Regions from separate parts of the Capsicum annuum genome. Here region 1 is linked to region 2. A link is a contact called in public Hi-C data. All regions are on one chromosome and are shown on one strand. The core of a region is the stretch at or near the end of the contact, and the rest is flanking DNA. Distances in the headings are between cores, read along the strand shown. Region 1 has its middle 28 kb from the start of LOC107863696. Region 2 overlaps LOC107863697.

Region 1 (4,319 bases), core at 949-3,448, 110 kb before region 2:
AGCGATAGTGGAGATGGCTTATAATGGTGGTTGCGGAGACAATGATTGATGTTAGTGATTAATAATGTTGGTGGTGATAATTGTGATGGTTGGTATTGTAGTGACTGTTATGATGGTGACAATTGATGATGGTGGTTGTTGTTATGATGTGACGTTGCTTGATGTTAGTAGTTTAAGGTGTTGATTGTGATGGCTAAAACATGAATGCATGATGATTGACGATGTGTTGATGCTAGTTGGAGATGTTATTTGTTGTGATGGTGGAGATGGTTGTTAGTAGAGATACATTGTAGCGATGGTACTGGTTGAAGTGGTGGTAGAGGTGGAGTTACTAGTGACAATGGTGGTGGCGGCCAAAGAATGTGTAGAGGTTGTGATGTATTAGTGGTAGTTAGTGGTGGTGCTAGTTGTGATAGATGAGTTAGTTGGTAGTAGAGATTGACTTGTAGTGGTTGCTGATTGTGGTGTTGTTGACGGCAGTGGTGACGGTGAATATAATTAGAATAAAAGAGATAGTAGGTGTGGTAGCGGTATTTTTTGTTGATGGTGGTTGTGATGGTGGAGGTGGTTGGTGGTGGTGGGTAGTGGTTGACAATGGTGATGGTGGCAGAGGTGGTTAGTGGTGGTCACTGCTGATTATGAACAGAGTGGTGAATATTATCCAACACCAGAATATCCCTTCAGACCTGTTAAGACTTGTTTCTAGATCTGAATGATTAAGGCTTATTCAGACCTATTAAGAGTTAAAACCTTAATAAAAAACAAATGCACTTAATGATCTGAAGTTTGAACCATTCAGATTCAGACCTCCATTAAGTGCAAACAAATAGCCTTAGTCCTCAATTACTTTTATACATTATATTGAGAATTATTTTTTGTTACGACGTATACAAGGCTCAAATATTGAATAAGAAAATTCAAGTAAATTTCTTTATTGAAGATATTTATTATAGAATATGATTAGTCCGATTGGTATTCAAATATCCCTATATGATTCATATATATGAATTTCCATAAGAGCAAATTCAGAAGCATAATGGACATCAAATACTTGAGTTACATACATATTTTTTATTTCGATTAGCTCCATTTTTGTTTGCGCATCTTTTTAGTGGTCTTTAAAGACTGGAAATTGCTATAACAATTTAGCTTTTATTTATTATATTGTTGTTATGTATAATCTTAGATTTTATCAAGTTTATGTGGCATACCTACATCTTACCAAAGATATAACCTTAGATAAGAGGATATGGAGATTGAAGATTTCGTTACAGGTTAGTACGCAACCAAGTGTTGTTTTATTTTCTTTATTTTCCTTGTCAATATTATTATTAATAACTCTTCTGCTATCGTATTCTTTGATTTTACTATTACCCGTTGTTTTTTTTGCTTGGCATATCATACTATTTTTAGTTGCTATTGTTCTTTTCTCCCGTATTTTCTAGCGTCTATCAAAAATAATTTATCTACCTTCACAAGGTCTCTAACCCCACTTGGGTGATCAATGGGTATGTTGTTGTACAAAGCTAACGTCTCCTAACTGTAGCTCTAGTAGAATGAAATATCTTATCATAAGAAAAGTGAAGTGTGTCAAAACAGCAAACAAGGCAAAGTGTCGCAATGTTTTAAGGGTTGAAAGAAACAAGGACTATGAAACCTCTAAATTACCCTCAGGGGCGGAACCAGCCTTAAGAACGGAGGTTCACCGAACCCCCTTCGATGAAAAATTATATTATTTATATATTATTAAAATTATATTTTATGTATATATAATAGATGTCGGCCCTCCTTCGATTAAGTTTTTCTTCAATTTTTTAATCCTCTTCGTCGAAATCCTGACTTTGCCTCTGATTACCCTAAATACATCCACTGAAGGAAAAAAGAAACTTGATATAACCTCCAACTAACATGACACAATTCTCAATTGGGAAGTCCTATGGAATGGAAATTTTGATACCATAAGTTCTTCCTAACTTGTAAGATAGTACACCTATATGTTTGAATTAGGTGGGGAAATGGTATCAACTCGAAGGTTGATTTTCAATGCTGAAAGTGTGATATTACACAAGAAAAAAGATAATAGCATGACACAAGTTAGAAAGGATGGAAATATCAGATAAAAATTTTAGATTGAAGTATCAGATTAAAAATGTTATCTCGAAATAGATGTAGAAGTTAGCATATTCCTTTATAGTTTGCTTGTCAGCTGCTGTCAAAACCAGATACCTAACATCACCATACATCATAGTAATAAAAAGAAAAATCATTACACTTAATGGGGCCTAAATAAATTTGAATTCGAACTGAAAAGTCTCATATGGGAGGGTAAGTGATTTCTAGCAAAAGTGATTTTGTATCTAGGGGACTCAAACCCGAGACATTTCTTATTGGTAGTGGGGTTTAGGAAACTTTCTTAGCTGTAAGAGAAGGGGGACCAATAATTATGATCTGCTTTTATGTATCTAACTAGATAAGCATGTCCATGTTATTCACGGCCCAACAATCCAAATTCGAAGAGAGATTAATTTATGTTTAATTTTAGTTGCTCTACTTTGAAAACTAAATTGGCATACATATCTCATAACCATAATTTACAAATGCAAAAGCAAAGTTTCATCATTTACAACAGAGTGACAAGCATAAGATCAGATCATATTGAAATAAGGATAATGGTACATAAAAGAAAATAAAACTAATTCAATGTCTAGAAACAACCAATTCAAGTGTGAGAATGAAAATCATTCTTTGACCAATGGGAGATCTGTTAGGTTGTGGAGCTTGATTAATATGTGACGTACTGTTAGGTTGCCGGGGGTGTGGGGCGGAGCCCCAACCCAAATTTCAGGCTGTACCTTTTATTCTCATTTCTCTGTGTAATCGTACATACTCCGAGTCATTAATATAAATAGCCCGTACGCCGTGGAGGTTACCCACTGGTGTTACCACGAAATTAATTCTCTCTCTCCTAAAGAACTATCTCTCTAGTTTCTTCATCCTCTCCACAGATTTAGTGTGTAAACTGCTAATCAATCCTAACAAGATCAACTTCAAAATCTAAATTGAGAGCTTAGTATCTCGATTACCAACAATTAGGAGAACTGATTCTGCAGATTCTTCTTCAAGTATCTTTTTTCAACTTTTTCTATCCAACATTATTCTTGTTTTGACAGAAAATACACATCTGTTGCATTTCAAAATATATTTCTTTCTCATCACTAAATATACAACCTAGAAAGAAAAAGTTAGATGTAACATGGTGTTAGTCTTATGATATAACAACTCAGATAATATTTAATACACATTTGCATTCGCATAATAAAGGTGCAAAATCTGAAAAAAAAAATATTACTCAATAGAATAGAGGTTGAGAGATTTTATAGTGCAAAATCCACAATAAAATAATAATTGGTAGAATAAAGGTTAGAGAGATTTCACAGTGTGAAATCCACAATAAAATACTCATCAATAGAATAAAGATTTGGCAGATTTCATTCTCAAACCATGTGTTATAAAAGAAATGTGTGTCGTGTCTATAAAAATAGAGCTATCTTCACTAACATGAAACATCATGACATATAACTCAAACACTCACTTGAGCAGGCACGAATGAATAGATATAAAACAATCACAAGTTTTTAGGATGAAAGATTTTCTAGCCAACGTTGCAGAGTATGTATTCACGGCAACAACTTCCAACCTTGGCTGCTCTCTTATGTGTGATTTTTTCATATTGATGAATAATATAGAACTCATTTCGAAAGTTGTAAATAGGGGCATTAAGTCAAGAAGTCAATTTTCAAAAGACCACAAACAGGTTTGACATGAGCACTTTTTATCTTTCTATTTTTGTGTTAGTTTTTAATTTTTTGGCCATTAGCAAATTCGAATGGGCAAAACTTAAGCTCAATCTTAATGTTACTGGATTTTTCATTTAGCAGTCGTATCTCTTGGGGCAACTTCTACTGTCTTTACAATTTAAGGATAGATTCAAAAGGTCGCACAAAGTTAACTTTAAGTTGAGCAGTTAAATGAAGTAGCATAAGTCCAACACCCTGAACAATTTCAAGGTTACTCCTTCAATTGAGAGAACAGATCTTTTCAGAATTCTATGCAGGTCATACCTTAAGTTTCGTCATGCTACTATTTCTCTTATCTTTTCGCAACAATTTCCTCCACAATCCAAGAACAATTCTTTTCTTGCTAGGTACGATAGGCTGGGAGCCAGAAACCGCTTCATTTCTTGAATGTGTACTCTCATTTGTCAATGGAGACTTTTCTGGTTGTTTCACTGATCCATCAACACTGGAAGAAGTATTTCT
Region 2 (4,071 bases), core at 464-2,963:
GTATATCAAGAGTTTAATTTATAAATAGAAATCAAAATTTTCTTTTATCTATGAATTATTCATCTTTTTAGTTGCGTGAAATTCTATAGATTAATTTGTACATAATAAGAATGTAATCAATAATTTTGTAAAGATTAACTTTAAAAACAAAGATTTTAAATATAGACTCTAAAAAGAAAAATAACCGACAATAAGGAAAAGAGATATGAATACAAAAGAAAAAGTGTTTGACATAAAATATATAGGTGCTTACACTAAAAAATATGTTTATGTTTACATTATTATATTAAAGTGTGAAGAATCTTTGAAAAATAATTTGAATTTTTACAATTTATTAAAAAATTTTGCAATAAATAAAATTATTTAATTTTAAATAATCAAACGTTACACGTGCGAGACATATGCAACTAAACTAGTTTAAATAAATAATATAGCCACTCTTTTTTTCTTTACTCCGCCCACCACAATTTCATTACCCTACCCCGTCCCTCTATTTCCGCCATTTTTCATCACCTTTAGAGCTTCAATTAATGTCTGAGATAGAATTAGAAAATCTTCTCAAACCATAAAAGAAACTACAATTTCCCCAAGCAAGTGATAGATCGATCTGTTCATTAGATCTCACAATTGTTCTTAACAAAAAGATACCCATTTTTTCTTTAGATTTTGTTATAATTTAATCTCAAATCTCGATATCTACAGATATTTATTTCACCTCAAAAATCTAATTTTTTTCTATTAAAGTTAATACTTCAAATACAATTTTTCTCTCAATGTTTCCTTAATTTTTTTTTCCGCAAAAAATATAACACACAATTGTTCTTAACAAAAAGTTACCCATTTTTTCTTCAGATTTTGTTATAATTTAATATTAAATCTCGATATCTACAGATATTTATTTCACCTCAAAAATCTAATTTTTTTCTATTAAAGTTAATACTTCGAATATAATTTTTCTCCCAATGTTTCCTTATATATTTTTTTTCCGCAAAAAATAGAACTATTTTTCATTGAGAAACAATTTTATAGATCCACCACCCCCCCTCTTCACAATGTTTGGTTGTGGGTGGACTCTGGTTATTGGAGAGCTTCATCAACGAAGGAGCTCGTTGTTAATGGACGAAAATAGAGCAACAGGACTAGTTCGAGGTTGATTTTAGCTGAACAATGGTTGAGTAGTTGTTGGAGCTGTTCGTTGCTCCACCAAAAATGATGTTTTTGTGGGTTCTAATCGAAATCCAAAGAACACGGGAAAGCTCGGTTTAGTTGATTGTCAGTTGCTTCTAGTTGTGTTCCGAGAATGGTGAGACCAGAGATAAAGAAGAAATAATGGAGGTGGAAGTAAGAAGAGGTCCATAGAAGAAGAAGAAGAACGAAGGGGTGGGGGTGGAGGGGGGATATATCTGATTTTTAAAAAAAATAATTTCTCATGTATCACTAAAAAATGAAGTGAAATCCTGCATGTACTCGTTTGCATTACACACATTCATTGGATGAAAAAGGATTTAAAATTTTGTGTTTTGGTGAATTGAGGGGTTCAGATGACAACAGACTAAATCGAAATGTCCACAATACAAACTCTAACATGTATTAAAGTCCAGCAGATCATTTTGCCAATAAAAAATTGACGAGGAATCTTCCAAATAACTTACGAAGACAATAAAGCAGTATATCGAGTCTATTCTAGATATCCCATCAACATTACTAATGACCGCCTTTGCGCCAATCCAGGGGAAAAGAGGACGGGTCACAGCAGAGTTGAGAGCTGTTATAGTTGAAAATAGAAAGTGAAAAGGACATTTTTATTTCATACTTCGCTGGATGAATGACATTCAACCTACTTCCACACCTTTTTGGAATTGCTATCATCTAACAAAAGTAGAAATACTGGAGGGTAGACAGAAATAACTACTGGAAGAATGATACAGATCGAACCTAAAGCTAAATATGGTACACCATCTGAGACTTCCTCCATAAATGTCCAAGGGCCACCAATGCTGCAATAAGATGTATTTTAGAGAATTAAAAGCAAGTTAAAATCACTAATGACCCTAGAAGAGCTAATTCACAATATTGCAAGAAACTTGTGATTTCAATAACTTGGGTACTGTTGAAAATCTGAGGTCACTGTACGTTTCATGTGTTCCTCCTCTTAACATCTTTCCCTTTGCTGCTCCTCCAATTCATCTCACAACCCCCAAACCCTACTCCCAATATAACAAGTTCAGTAACCTGTACATTTTTTTAGTCTAAGTGAACCTCTAGGGAATTAAAGTCAACAGTTCAAATCACCAACCAGAAAATTGACTTCACAAGTTGACCAATGTAAATGTAAACTTGAAACCAAACAGGGAATATAGCTTGTTAACATGGCAAGTGAAATGGAGCAAGATACAACTTCACAGCGAAAATGTTCAACCACGAGAAGTAGGTGCAAATGATATACTACCTTTTTTCTGGGAACCAATGTCTAATAGGCATAGCTATAAATATATGTAATGATTTACTCGTATTAACTATCTATTTTTTTTAATTCTCTTTCCTTTCTTGGAATATGTATACTTGGTTATTTAAAACTCAATGGCTTGAGGGATTAATCAGTCTGAGTTCTTTCAAAACACATCACCTTTTACCAGCTTCAATATAATATAATACTAAATCCACATCGCTTTCCAAGAAGCAAAAAAAGCCTTGACCATATCTTTTCAAATATTCTCTGCATACTCTAAGATATCATGGTCTTTCTTTCTAGTTTAACAAATATCTATTTTTCTTTTTCGAAAGTCCATTTCATCATATTTCATACTCGAATATGCTGAATTTGACTACTCAATTTTTATTTTATTTTATTTTTTATTTTTTAAATTAACTTATAGCTTAGTACAGGGTAGATTAATAAGGCAAAATGATGAAGGAAGCTAAATTTTAAGCTTAATAGGGCACCCAAAATGATGAAGTATACCCTTACGAGGAAAGAAACCATTATTTTACCCACAACAAATAAGCAGCAACAAAAGTATCACAAGCATGATGAGATTGATGCAGCTGACACAAGCGACTCTTTGATGTATAGATGATAATAACATTACTTAATACAGCAAGTTGAATAAATTAACTATGAAAAGCAAACTATCTATAATATTAGGCACAGAAGATACAGTGATCCACAATAACGTCTTATCACATGCTCAGAGTTTTGGGTTAGTAGAAGTTTCCCATCTTTGCCACAGTGACAGATTTCTTTGGATTTAATCCACACATACCCACCTTTCTCTGGCCCACACAACCAGCACCAATAAAGGATTATGGCGGGAGGGAAGCAAAATAGGCAACAAACAGACCCTATATTTTCCATTATTAACAAAGAAAGATAGCTAAAAACAAAACAGATGTGCCACATCTTACTTACCTGATAAAATCCACGATCCAATAGCAGTTGCAATAGAAAGATAACTATCATATGACCCCTATGAAAAAGAGACATCACGAAATAGCCCTTTTGATTCATCATAAATCCATCTGCATAAAAAAGTTGACACAGTCACAGACATTTCAAATAAGAGATCTGAAACTAGGGGATCTCAAAAGGGCCACTGCTTATAGATGGGTCTGCATCTTATTAATTTACTAAAATAACTGCGACAACAACAGCAATCAATCAATTCTTTATTCAAAAACCTGAAGCATTTCATTATCTTCCTTTCTTTCGATATGCTAAATCCCAGGCAGCAAACCTCCTGCCCAGAAGTCAACAAAGACCCTTTTTGCACTTCGCACCGCTGGTGACTTGAACTCCCAACCTTGTGGTTGGAAGTGGAGTGTTGCTTCCCTATCACAACATCAGAAAACGAATGGATATATATGGACTTGGGCAATCCTCCCCTCATGAGCTAGCTCTTTTGAGGTTGAGTTAGGCCCAAAATCCATTCTTTACATGGTATAGAGCCTCTACAATCTTGGTAGAGAATCAAAGAGCTTCAGCTATCGGTGGGCGGCTATAATCTATATATGTTGCCCGTCTGGCCAATGATCATGTTAGCAAAAGTTAGGCCACCATACTTCTTTCCCATG

Evidence for each region. Hi-C and Micro-C count contacts between places; a contact is called where the count stands out from the background.
Region 1: a Hi-C map of leaf shows a contact between it and region 2, with 2.4 times the contacts expected there. The contact joins two enhancer-like sites. A contact is called at or near these places in 4 of 5 Hi-C or Micro-C datasets (bud, leaf and placenta).

What each region holds. Positions count from the first base shown.
Region 1 is chr3:133,014,015-133,018,333 of UCD10Xv1.1, reverse strand. It overlaps the pseudogene LOC107865340. Among protein-coding and RNA genes, the nearest start is that of LOC107863696, 28 kb to the left of the region's middle. Within about 2 kb of position 2,198, at least 2 of the 5 cell types and tissues checked have an H3K27ac peak or open chromatin away from gene starts, as enhancers often do. A contact at or near this core is called in leaf, where this site is marked.
Region 2 is chr3:132,901,748-132,905,818 of UCD10Xv1.1, reverse strand. It overlaps LOC107863697, which reads right to left. Exons shown (of 9, transcript XM_016709769.2): 7 at 3,410-3,519; 8 at 2,101-2,232; 9 at 1,564-1,997. The coding sequence ends at 3,468. Among protein-coding and RNA genes, the nearest start is that of LOC107863697, 15 kb to the right of the region's middle. Within about 2 kb of position 1,713, at least 5 of the 5 cell types and tissues checked have an H3K27ac peak or open chromatin away from gene starts, as enhancers often do. A contact at or near this core is called in leaf, where this site is marked.